Linked DNA regions of Zea mays: all the other regions are linked to region 2. A link is a contact called in public Hi-C data. All regions are on one chromosome and are shown on one strand. Each heading gives the region's core, a stretch centred on a gene start, on an enhancer-like site or on the middle of the called end of the contact. The rest is flanking DNA. Distances are from core to core; before and after follow the strand shown.

Region 1 (3,927 bases), core at 37-2,536, 210 kb after region 2:
TGCTGTGCAACAGTGCAAGGGCAACTAGTAGCAATTAATGGGTTGTCAGCAATAGAATCAATATAAACGTCTCTTCATTTGCATTTTGGAAAGAGATGTTTAAAACACACATCTAAATTGTTAATGGAGTAGTAACCATCAGTCGTACCACGTAAAACATATACCTATGAACGTGCATAATTAAAATTCGTATGATCTCTGACTGCTATATCATTTTGAGCAGACATTGAAACGTCTCAGTCATCGATACTAAATGACACTTAAATAGGAGAAACATACTAGTACATATTATGCAGGTATTTTTCTTCTAGCTAGCTAGATTAATTGCGGTTTACTGTTCTGAGTCAGACCATCAGCGTCGTCTCTCTCCCAGTTTCCAGAGAGAGTATAGATAGGTTCGCTATCAGGTGCCGGCCGGTGCACAGTAGGATAAAATCGAGAAATGCTACTAGCTAGACTCAAATTCTCATCGTATGTATTTCTAAATTATTTGTTTTCTTAAGCTGTGCTGTGCATCAGGAATAATTTGCAGCGGGCTAGCTTGGCCACTGTTCGATGTTGGAAAAGAGTAGTAGAAGCAAAGAGATCGTCGTCGGGCCTCACCTATTGGGAGGTTCCAGCATGAGAAGACGAGCACGACCCCGAGCGGCTCTGGCACCACCAGCGCGGTCGCCGGGAAGGCAACGAGCGGCGTGTGAGCCTGTAGACGCAAGTAGTGTTAAGCCATGGCGAAATGCATGTCCATCTCCCTACTTGCAGGCACAAGCTCCTGCGTCTTAGCTAGCCAGAGCGAGCGAGCGAGAGAGAGAGAGAGAGAGTGCTTGCCTTCTCCGGAGCCGCCCAGTTCTTGAGGTTTTGCAGCTTGTCGACGACGGACTTCTTCAGAACCCCAACCTAAACACGAGCGAATGACCATAACACCAGAGGGCTCGTTTAACGCACAACTAACGCAGAGAAACCAACCAACCAACCTCGTCTCTGAAGGCCTCGCCGCGGTGCTTCCCCAGGTCCTCGTGGAGCACGTCGAAGATCTCCTCCTCCTTCTCCTCCAGGAGCCTGACGAGGCCCCTGAGCTGCGACTGCCGCCACTCCAGGCCCTGCGTCCTGCCGCTCTCGTACACCTCCCTCAGGTCGCCCACCAGGCCGCCGAAGCCCAGCTTGGCCTTCTCCTCCGGTACACTCCCCATGCCTCTCGAGTCTCGATCGAGCTTGCTGCTGGTCTCTATCTGCGTATGTACGTGCAGCAGTGTGTTGTGCTGTAACGTTGTAGTCTCGAGCCTGGGCTGTGGTTGCCGCCGGTGCACGCGAACACGTGCTATATAGTGCTCGGCGTGCCAGTGTGTGTGGCTGGGGACTTGGCAGCCGTACGTGGCTCGTTCATCAATGAATCCAGTTAGCCTGCAGGGGTCCCCCACGGCCGAGTGGTTCTACGTCACCGGGGCGACATGGGTACAGTTGGTGCTGTTGGGTTTTGTAGAGAGGCGCTGGTGCTGACTGCTGACAGATACAACCAGCGGCACTAATATAATGCATGGGACAGGTTTAGCAGTTTTAATATAAAAGTTAGTATAGTAGGCGTATATTTGAGCCGACAACGTTACAAAATTTGGACAGGTCTAGAATTCTAGAAACCGCTTTCTTTTCTTTAGAAGGCTAGAAATGTCGACTTGTTTAGGAGACCAGAAATCTCTCTAGACATTTTTTTTTTCCTGAGATGATCTTGACAAACAAACTACAAATAATAAAAATTTTTTTCAGTTCCCGAGGCCTGCCCAGACCCAAATAGGGTTTGTGCAAATGGGACATTTTTATGTCCTCGGCGGGCTACAGCTTCCCTTCCATTATGGCCCATCATCATTTGGGCGTCTTTGTCGGCCCAATCGCATTTTTTTTGCTGTCGCTTGTCATTTTTTGCCCACGTAAATACAAATAGGTACAATAAACAAATAAAATAAATATAAAGAAAAGAGAGTTGAACGGCGAACGCTATCAAATTACTGAAACTAGTGCTCGGAGGTCGGTTACTACTTGAAGGTTAACGGAAGGGGGAAAAACATTTCTTTTTTAAAAAAACGGAGAACCGGGGTATGGTGACAACATATCAACGTCAACTGTTCCTGTTCATACACTGATTTAAAATAAAATCACGAGAGTCACGCAGCATTGCCATTGCCCATTTCGACATCCCTGAAACTGTACTATAATTCTTTCTCCGGAATAAACAAACAAATAAAATAGAGCAAATAATGTCACACGCCATCCGCGGCCTCGCCAAACTGAACAGGTACGAGTGAGACTAGGCAAAATTGGCCATGTGCCGTTAACAGAGTCGGAGGCTTCCACGCTAGACCAGCCTGTCAGTGTGACCAGGCAAATCAAGCAGACTAGAAAGCATGAACACAGCAGCACCTAGTATTGGCGAGAGTTGCTCCCGCGATGAGATCTGATCTCACTCGCATGTGATTGGCGATGGAGCGAAGCGCTAAACGCTCACCAGCTTCCGCCGCCGTGGCCTGTACTCCCTCCGGTGCAGTAAAAGAAGTCATCCTGCGCGTGACCGAGCGTGCACAAAAAGAAGTTATAGTGCGCGTGGGTCTGAGATTTGGACGTTGTTGCCCCTAGTAATTGCACAAAAAAAGAAAGTCATCCTGCGCGTGACCGAGCGTGCACAAAAAGAAGTTATAGTGCGCGTGGGTCTGGGATTTGGACGCTGTTGCCCCTAGTAATTGCACAAAAAAAGATGCACTTAAGAGGAATCAAACTTGAGACCTCCAGTCTAGAATGCCTTGGAGCTGCTGCAGCAACCAATCAAGCCTGATTGTTTTGGTGACATTAATGCACCTATATTCCTATTTAATAGGAGCAAACATGGAAAACTTTATGATAATTAATCACTCCTTGGTATGCACAATCATGTCCTAAACGACTACCTTTACTGCACTGGAGGGAGTATCTGTATTCAATTCAGTAGTGTGTAGTCCTCGTCCTGCCACTGCCAGCCTTTATAATCTGCCCGCAGTGTTCCTGCTAACCTGCATCTACTGCTTCCGGCACGAGCTTGCATCTACGGATCTACTACACCAAACATATATACTAGCTTAAGCACGAGCTAGCAGCAGATATACATGCCTGACAGTCTGACACTGACAGCAGTATTAAGTTGTAGGTGGACCGCTGCGTTTTACTCCATCCAATCCACCACACCACACCACACCACACAACAAACAGAGCGACGCAACGCATTCCATGCCTTGCAGTTGCAATCTACGACCAGTAGAGCAAATTAAAAGCGCCCTTTTGCTGAAACACGCAACTTGCAAGCAGCTGCGTGCCTAACCAACATCTCCAGCAGCAGATTTGTTAATTAACGGTTACAATTGCACGGCACATCCGTTTCGCGTTGGCCGTATGTGCTGCCCGTTCTGGAGGATTAGCGATTTGTTAATTGGTTCTGCGGGTCGTCTCGTCTAGATGTAAATGCTGTTAGTTGGGGTGTCACCAGCGGCAGCCGGTCCGAAGGGGAAAAAAAAAATCTGTGCATCCCGGATGTAAACTACTCTCTTTCAGTCCCTCTTATCCACCACTTAGAAGTCCAAGAAACCACATGTGGAGCATATGAAAGCACATGCTGCAGCGTTCAGTAAACTCCATTTTGTAAGCGTTCGTCGTGTTTATAAGGGCACATGCAAAGTTAACTAAGGGATGTTTGAATACACTAAACATAATAGTTAGCTCGCTAATAAATAGCTAGCTAACTATTAGTTAATCTCTATCTCTACTATATATTAAGACAATAGTGTAGACCATGACACAACCATGCCCCCGCCCTATCCTCATCCTGTCGGTGCGCTCCGCTCGTCAACCAACCAAACCTCCCTCTGCTAAAACCTCGTCACCCTCCTCCACTATGGCTGCCTCCCTAGCCTG
Region 2 (4,028 bases), core at 572-3,071:
TTATGTTTATTTTCGAGTACGGCTAATATATGGGTGCCCGTAACTGCATTGATATGGATATAGGTACAAATTACACCCATACATGAGTACGAGTTTCTTCGTGGCTGGTGGGTACAAAAAGTTTTGATGGATATACCTATCACTACACATCCGCTGTCATCCTTTAGGTATGAGTTTGGTTCATGTATAAGAAGAGATGGAAGTAGGCGACTATGTTTTTTATAGTGTTTGTATGAGAATCACGTATGACGAGATATATATTTTGATGACGGCGTGATCATAAAAAATTGAGGGGAGAGTGTCGCGTCCGCCTCATCCTAATCTGATCTCAAATCAAACGTGCCCCGTGGCTTTTCTGCATTTGGAGTGCGTTTCTCTTCTTTTTGTGTGTTCGACTTTGCTTTAACGCTCTTTTCTGAAAGTCTCTCCCGCATTATAATAACCAAAAGGAGTTCTTATAATGGCAGGTAATCGTATCGGCAAGACCTTTTGCATATTAGCAGCCTGCAGGCACCTAGCTTGGGCTGATGCTGAAGAATTATCAGAAACCTGCAGGAGCAGGAGGCCTACTAATCCTTCTTCAACTTGTTCTAATGTCGCACCGGCTTCTGGGAAACAGCACATGCCTAGTTTACCCTATTTTGATTTGAAAACTGAAGCTGTCCGGTTGAAAATGGCCAGCATTTGACAGGGAATAGCTAGCTAAAAGCGCAGGTTTTTGGAACATGGAATACGCTGGTATGTAAGGACCAAGGAGTAGAAAATTACAACAACTTCTATATATGTTGCAGAATGCAGTGGAGTCGACTGCGTAGTGCGTACTGCGCATTATAGTTTCCGCACGGGTATATGTTGCGTGAAGATTGTTGATTCTTGAGCCATCGGGATACGATCGGAAGCTGTCCCCTTCCGTCTTGAAATTATGGGTCACGATACCGACCGATCAAGCCGCCGCGCCATTGCTCGTTTTCTAGCGTGAAAGCTACTATACTACTAGTTCGAGCTGAGCTGGAATCAGAGCCTGGACAGCGAGGTGAGGTGCCGACTGCCGAGGTCCCTTCGCTCTCTTCTTTTTTTTCTTCTTCTAATAACCGTCTAACTAAATGGCCCCTTCGGTCTTTTCTCCCCATTTTGTTACGTAGGACCATTCTTCATCCGCGAGTGGTCCGGAACAAGTATGCTATTTGCTCAAACTTGACACTTTTTAGTGAACTTTTCTCCCATGTAGGGCTAGACATTCGGTCTATTAGGGTAATTTGGTTCGGTTTATTCGGGTTTGTGAAATTTCGGGTTCTAAAAAATAAGAACTGAAATTTTTAAAAATATTTTAGGAACCGAACCCGAATAGATTCACAATTTTGGTTCGGTCTATTCGGTCCACCGAATAGACCCAAATTGTAGAGAAACTAGTATATTTTGTTAAAACATATACAATGAATAATTAATTGAAAGTACTATTAATACAACAAGTGACTATAAAAATTAGCATACAAAGATATATATACTATCATTAAGATGAAATCATTATTTCTAGCTAATGAGTTTATTAATCATATAATAATATCATCATATATTAAGAGCTTTTTTATATTTTGGGTTATTAGGTCTATTTGGGTTTTAAAGGTTAGGAACCGAACCCGAACTTATACCCCGTAATATAGCACATATAGGAACCGAACCCGAAAAGCCGAATAGACCGAGTCTATTTGGGTTCTATTCAGATTCGAGTTCGGTTTTAAAATGCCCACCCCTACTCCCATGGACTACGAAGAGAATGTTTGTGCATGAACAGCGAAACCCATCTAGTGCCTTGTTTGGGTGGGTAAACTTCCAGGCCAATTCACGTGATTGGGCCAATGATTCGACCCACTCAAAAGAAGACCGTACGCTGAATACGATCCCAATCCAAATGATTTAAGCCCACGCGTTGGCGCTTTTATTCAGGAAGACAAGAGGCGGAGAGCTTTCAGTTTGGAGTCAGTTTTTTAACTTTGTAGAGGCCACGCGTTGGCGCTCACAAGAGGCGGAGAGCTTTTAGTTTGGATTCAATTTTGTAATTTGTAACTTTGTTGAGGCCACGCGTTGGCGCTTTTATCCTTGAACACAAGAGGTGGAGAGCTTCCAGTAACCTTATCTCAGGCCCTTCCGTCCGTAATAAAACCTTCTGGTCTTATTACGTGGTCTAAATTTAATCTCATAAAGGAATATTGTTCATTATTTATAATACACTCTAAAAGATTTTGTTCTCTATACCTTCACCATCTCAAACAATATTCTCTAAATTTTATCCTCTATATTTTTCCTACCCATATTATTAGAATTACTTTTCACAATTTTTTTGCTTACTTCTCTATTTTTTTCAATAAAATCTAGTAGGAGACCCTTCCCTCATGTTTACCTAAAAAAGCTAGCTTGGTAAGACATCGTAGATGATTACGACGCAAGCAGAAATGATGACATTTTGTCCTAACCACTTTTGTATTCCGTTTTCTATGGTGTCGCATGGTGCAATGGTGATAGTGGTATTGTGCGTGTGGGGTGACAAACTAGTGATGTTTAGGATGTGCTTGACTTAGTTGTGGACTATCGAAAAGCGGCCCGGGGTTATGAGCCAATAGAAAGCCAAAATTTTGTCATATATATCTCATCATCTATATTTTTTCTAACCATATTATCAGAATTAGTTTCCACCAATTTTTTCCTAATACTCTATTTTTTCAATAAAATCTAGTATGAGACCCTTCCCTCATGTTTTCCTAGAAAAAGATAGCTTGGTGCAAGACATCGTAGATGACTATGGCACAAGTAGAGATGATGACATTTTGTCCTAACCGCTTTTGTATTCGGTTTTCTATGGTGTTGCATGGTACACTGCTAACAGTGGTATTCTGCGTGTGGGTGACAAACTATTTGTGTTTAGGATGTGCTTGACTCAGATTGTGGGCTGTCTAAAATTAGCTCGAGGTTATGGGATGGTAGAAAGCCAAAAGCCATTTAGCTCAACATTTTTGACTTTTAAAAAATTGCCAGCTCCTCTCGGTAATAAGTGAACCTCCCCCCATCAGCTTTGTCTTCTTTCTCCAGATGGATCCTCGACCGAGGTTGTGCTCGTCCATGGCGATCGAGTCGAGCTCGCCTACAACAACTGAGGTCGCGCTCACCCGCAGCGACGAAGGCGTGCTTGCCTGTGGCGGCCGAGGTCATGCTCGCCTGTGACTTCTGAGGTCACGCTCACCCATGACGACGGACCTGAGCTTGCCTATGGCGGTCGAGGCGACGCTCGCCCGCAACGACTATCTAAGGTGGTGGGGCATCTGCATAGAAGAGAACCTAGCTTGTGTGAAAAAAAATCAGATACGCGGACGAGGAAAGAAGAGAAAAAAATGAATCTTATTCCCTCAGTTACAAAATATTAGTTGTTTTAGAAAATTAGTAAGTTTATATATTTTTTGATGCATGTGTTTTATATATGTGTCTAGATTTATCGTCATTCATTTGAATATAGACATAAAAATCATGAGCTAAAACAACTAGTATTTTAGAACGAAAGAGTATCTTCGTAACTAGTAACCCGTGACAGATAGATTATTTATGGACTTTCCTAACTTCACAGCCAGTGAAAACAGGAGAAGGTTGATATGATCTTTTTACAGACAAAAACTACTTTTCGCTTTGGTTTTGGACAAGAGGCAATCCTTTTGATTGCATTTTGGCATTTTCAAAAGTCAACGTAAGTTGAAAAGCCCAATCAAAGAGGACCTTAATTGACGAGTTTTTTTTTAATATTGTGTGACACCTGTTGATATCTCAATATAGGTGTCGCTACTGTTGGAGGTTTCTTGTTGTGTTATCGTGGTCATCTAGTTGTATCGTTGTATCTAGTTTAGTTTTATCATCCTTTTAACATAACAGTCTTATACCTGATTCGTTTCAAACAAACAAAAATGATGCTTTGCTGGAAATTCTTCAGCCACGAGCTCTGTCACTGTAGCCTGTTACCATGACTCCATAATTTCTCGATGCACTGC
Region 3 (3,701 bases), core at 795-3,294, 150 kb before region 2:
TTGACTAATTAACTAAGCTATTTAACTTTTTTACACCAGTTTTTAGATTTAAGAAGTCTAGAGCCAGGCTGAGTCGAGATGCTTGATTTGAAGACTAGAGGGATACATGCATAGAAAGCAGCAACACTTTCTAAATGCTTTCCTTGCTAGTGGCTTGATGAATGGAGGGAGGATGTCGTGCGACTGGACCTGATCGTAGGCTACCGGATTCGATCTAATCAATGTAACGCATGGGTACGAGCCCTAATTTTTAGTCCGCAACAATCTATGGGCGTAGTGCTATGATTTTTTACCCAAAAATCAATCCAACCCCAAACAAAATCTGACCCTACACATTCAATAGGGAAGCAAGAACCGACTCAATCTAACGTTAGGCACATATCACATATGAGACATGTCACAACCCACGATCTGATCTGGATCCGAACTTGATTACGTTCGACAAGAGACCAGGCTAAACTGCTCAAGCCGCGGGCTCCAAGCGGAGACGACCTGGCGAATACGAACGAGAATAGGAAGCCTCAGGCGATGTTGCTGCTGCGTTTATCTGCCACTGCCAGTAAAGTAAAAGGGAAGGGAGAGTGTGCGAGGCCGGCGTGCTGCAGACGTGGTGCTTGGCGTCAGTGACAAGCGCCGCGCCCGATTCGAGCTGCTGCACCGAGGCCGGCCGCCGGACCACCTGCCCAAGCCTCTGTGGCCGACTCCACTGCGACACCACGCCGGACTCGATGCTTCATGCCGCGCGAGGACCCAACCAAACCAAGCCCGCGCGATGGTCGTAAAGCATGGCGCGGGTGGCCCGCTAATATTCCCGCAGGCCGCAGCGACCTCTACGCGGGCACACGACACGACTACTACTATAGTAGGCTATTCTCTGCTTTTGTCATCTTTCCATGCTTTTGTCGTCACGCTCCTGTCCCCAGGGAATCCGCAGCGGCTGCGGCATGGCATGCAGTGCAATGTTTGAGCACTGCAATGAGCAGCAGTCTAATCGGCGTGCATGCAGTCAATTCCTACGTGACCAAGGATTTCACTAGATGATGAAATGCAGACTTTTGCATGAATCATGATAGTGGAAGAGAAACGATCGAGCCGAACATGTTGTAATCCATGCGAACTACTACTAGCCCGCCCGCCAGGCCGCCACCATCCAATTTGCATTTTTTATACATACTACGCCCATAATAATAACTGAAACAAGCCCCTCCAACTGGGAATCATGGAGGACGGATCGGAGCAGAGCTTGCTCCAGAGCCTGTGGCACGGCACGGCAGTCGGCAGCAGCCATGGCTCGGCGTGGCTACGGCTCTCCCGCCCGCGACGGCGCGCGGCAGGTGGGGCAGGACGCTCGCGCCGCGAGCCAGCCCTCCACGCAGGCGCCGTGGAACCCGTGGCCGCACGCCGGGAGCACGCGGACGCGCTCGCCGCCTTCCAGCAGCTCGGACAGGCAGATGGCGCACTCCGCCTCCGCCCACACGCCCGCACCGGTGGCGCCGGCGCGCTCCGAGCCGGCGGCGGCGCTGGCGGCGGCGGCGCCGGAGGGGAGCTTGGGCTGCTGCCCCGGCGCCTGCGCCTCCTCCCGCGCGGCGCGGCGGCGCGCGAGGCAGCGGAGGAGGAAGCGCGCGGCGGCGTGGAGGGTGAAGGCGAGCAGGGAGACGCATGCCAGGATGATGAGGATGGTGGCTACGTTGGAGAAGAAGGCGCGGGAGCTGGCGTAGGGCCCCCACGCTCCCGCGCTGGCGGGAGGCGGCGGCCGCGGGGGAGACGGCGAGGAGGCGACCATTGTTGTTGTCGCCGCCGCTGCCGTGGAGGTGTGGTTGGTCCGGCGCGCCATGGCTGCCTGGAGCGCTCTGGTTGTGTGGAGGCAGAGGGCAAATGACGCCCGCGACAGCGATCGCGAGCGGCTGCCGTTGTCTCGGCTTGGAGAGTTGATCCTTTGGGTGTTTTTATCTTTCTTCAGCTGCCCTGCCCTACAAGTGTAGGAGCACTGTTCAATGAGAGCATGGCAGCCATGCTACTACATGCACGGCACGTGTAAAGTAAAGCATTGCCGCCGTGGCTGTGCCGGTGAGGAAAGCAGCATTGCTTTCAGAAATCAGAACACCGCGGCGTGCCATTTTACCTCCAAAATCCAAGTGTCGTCTGAGGCAGCAGCGCCGAATCGGCGATGACAAATTGGCAATCACTTGGGCGCGCAGGCTCACAAATTAAAACTGACTTGGAACGTTGTGTAACAGCAACAAAATCCTACCACTAGGATCATTCTCTATACAATCCTACTGTTTCATCACTTCCGTAAACCTAGCATAGCACACTGGCATTAGATAACTCTGGTCAATGTTTCGGCCTGCAGTCCTGCACCGAGAAGGTCCTATGGGCCAAACCCCATAGCTCTCCAACTTCTATAAAAGCAAGTAGGCCAAGTAGAAGAGAGAGAAGTAGTAGGACGTAGGGGGTGTTTGAATAAGGGTGTTTGAATACAATAAAGCTAACAGTTAGTGACTAAGGACCTGTTTCAATCTCAACAGATAAACTTTAGCAACTTTTTAGCTGTTTTTAGCCATTTGGCGATCTAAACAGGAGAGCTAATGGTGGTCTGATAAAATTTAGCACTCCTTATCTCATAAGCTGCTCAGAGAGTACTAAAAGTAGCTAAACGTGGGCCATCGAACCCTATTTTCTATCCATACCCTCTAATCTCATTCTTTCTCTCCGCATTAGGGACATGAGTGTCTATTTGTTCCAATATGCTAAACTTTATTAGAGTAGTCCAAACACCCCAATAAGCTAAACTTTAGCACTTCTATTCATATGGCTAAAATTTAGCAGGAAGCTAAAGTTTATCCCGTGAGATTGAAACGGGGCCTAAAATTAGTTGAGACATCAAAATATTCAAGCTAATAGTTTAGTTATTAGCTATTTTTTGTTAAATTAGTTAGTAGTTATTTGTTAGCTAGATAATTCCACTAACAATTTTTAGCCAATTAACTATTAGCTCTAATGTATTCGAACACCCCGTAGTAACCGTTTTAGATAATAAGTGAATCATGTATATATACGCGCACGATACACCTGTATGACTGTCGTAGAAGGTATGAAAACTCAGAATAATGGTATGAATATGTCAGAAAAAATAGTGACCATGTACTGGGTGATTAAGTGTTCTCTGTGCGTCGATGCAACGAATAAGCCATGTCCAAATTCTCTTGAGTTGGGACTGGAGAGCCGTCAGGCTGCAAAAGATCGATGAGTGTTTGAAAATCAAAGGTCCAACCTGCCATTGTGCAAGAAAGCAGGAGAGAGAGCGATGGAGTAAAATAAGCTCAAACCGACCTCCTTTATATAGGTGGACTAAGGATGAAACTAGATTTTTTTTTTTAAAAAAAAATTGGAGTTCAAATTATAAAAACGGCTAGTTTTAAATGGCCAGTACATATGGCGCTAATGTGGGGGCGATACCGCTGCTCACGTGCTCTAGTGGGGGTAATATCGTCCCCTATCATCGGACGATGGACAATGTGAGAGCCATCCCGCTCCCTTAAAATTTGTACCTATCACCCCGTGCCGGAGAGATATCGCCTGACCAGAGGGTGGTATCGGCCACTATTGGAACCAACCTTAATCTAAACATGAGCTAAAGGGCACTTAGGTTGGTTCCAATAAAGGGTGAAATGCTTCCCGACAAGGCGACCCCCCTCCCA

The links. Hi-C and Micro-C count contacts between places; a contact is called where the count stands out from the background.
Region 1: a contact with region 2 is called in a Hi-C map of ear, with 4 times the contacts expected there. The contact joins the promoter of LOC100280692 here to the enhancer-like site in region 2. A contact is called at or near these places in 2 of 25 Hi-C or Micro-C datasets (ear and leaf).
Region 3: a Hi-C map of tassel shows a contact between it and region 2, with 2.9 times the contacts expected there. The contact joins the promoter of LOC103627480 here to the enhancer-like site in region 2. A contact is called at or near these places in 7 of 25 Hi-C or Micro-C datasets (bundle sheath, ear, leaf and 2 more).

Annotation. Positions count from the first base shown.
Region 1 is chr5:194,362,622-194,366,548 of Zm-B73-REFERENCE-NAM-5.0, forward strand. LOC100280692 reads right to left here and starts at 1,287. Exons shown (of 10, transcript NM_001153611.1): 1 at 972-1,287; 2 at 826-894; 3 at 604-700. The coding sequence starts at 1,187.
Region 2 is chr5:194,148,995-194,153,022 of Zm-B73-REFERENCE-NAM-5.0, forward strand. No RefSeq gene overlaps it. Among protein-coding and RNA genes, the nearest start is that of LOC109939989, 30 kb to the right of the region's middle. Within about 2 kb of position 1,822, at least 19 of the 20 cell types and tissues checked have an H3K27ac peak or open chromatin away from gene starts, as enhancers often do. A contact at or near this core is called in bundle sheath, ear, leaf and 2 more, where this site is marked.
Region 3 is chr5:194,001,324-194,005,024 of Zm-B73-REFERENCE-NAM-5.0, forward strand. It overlaps LOC103627480 (RING-H2 finger protein ATL79), which reads right to left and starts at 2,045. Exons shown (of 1, transcript XM_020537769.3): 1 at 1,029-2,045. The coding sequence starts at 1,834. The coding sequence ends at 1,301.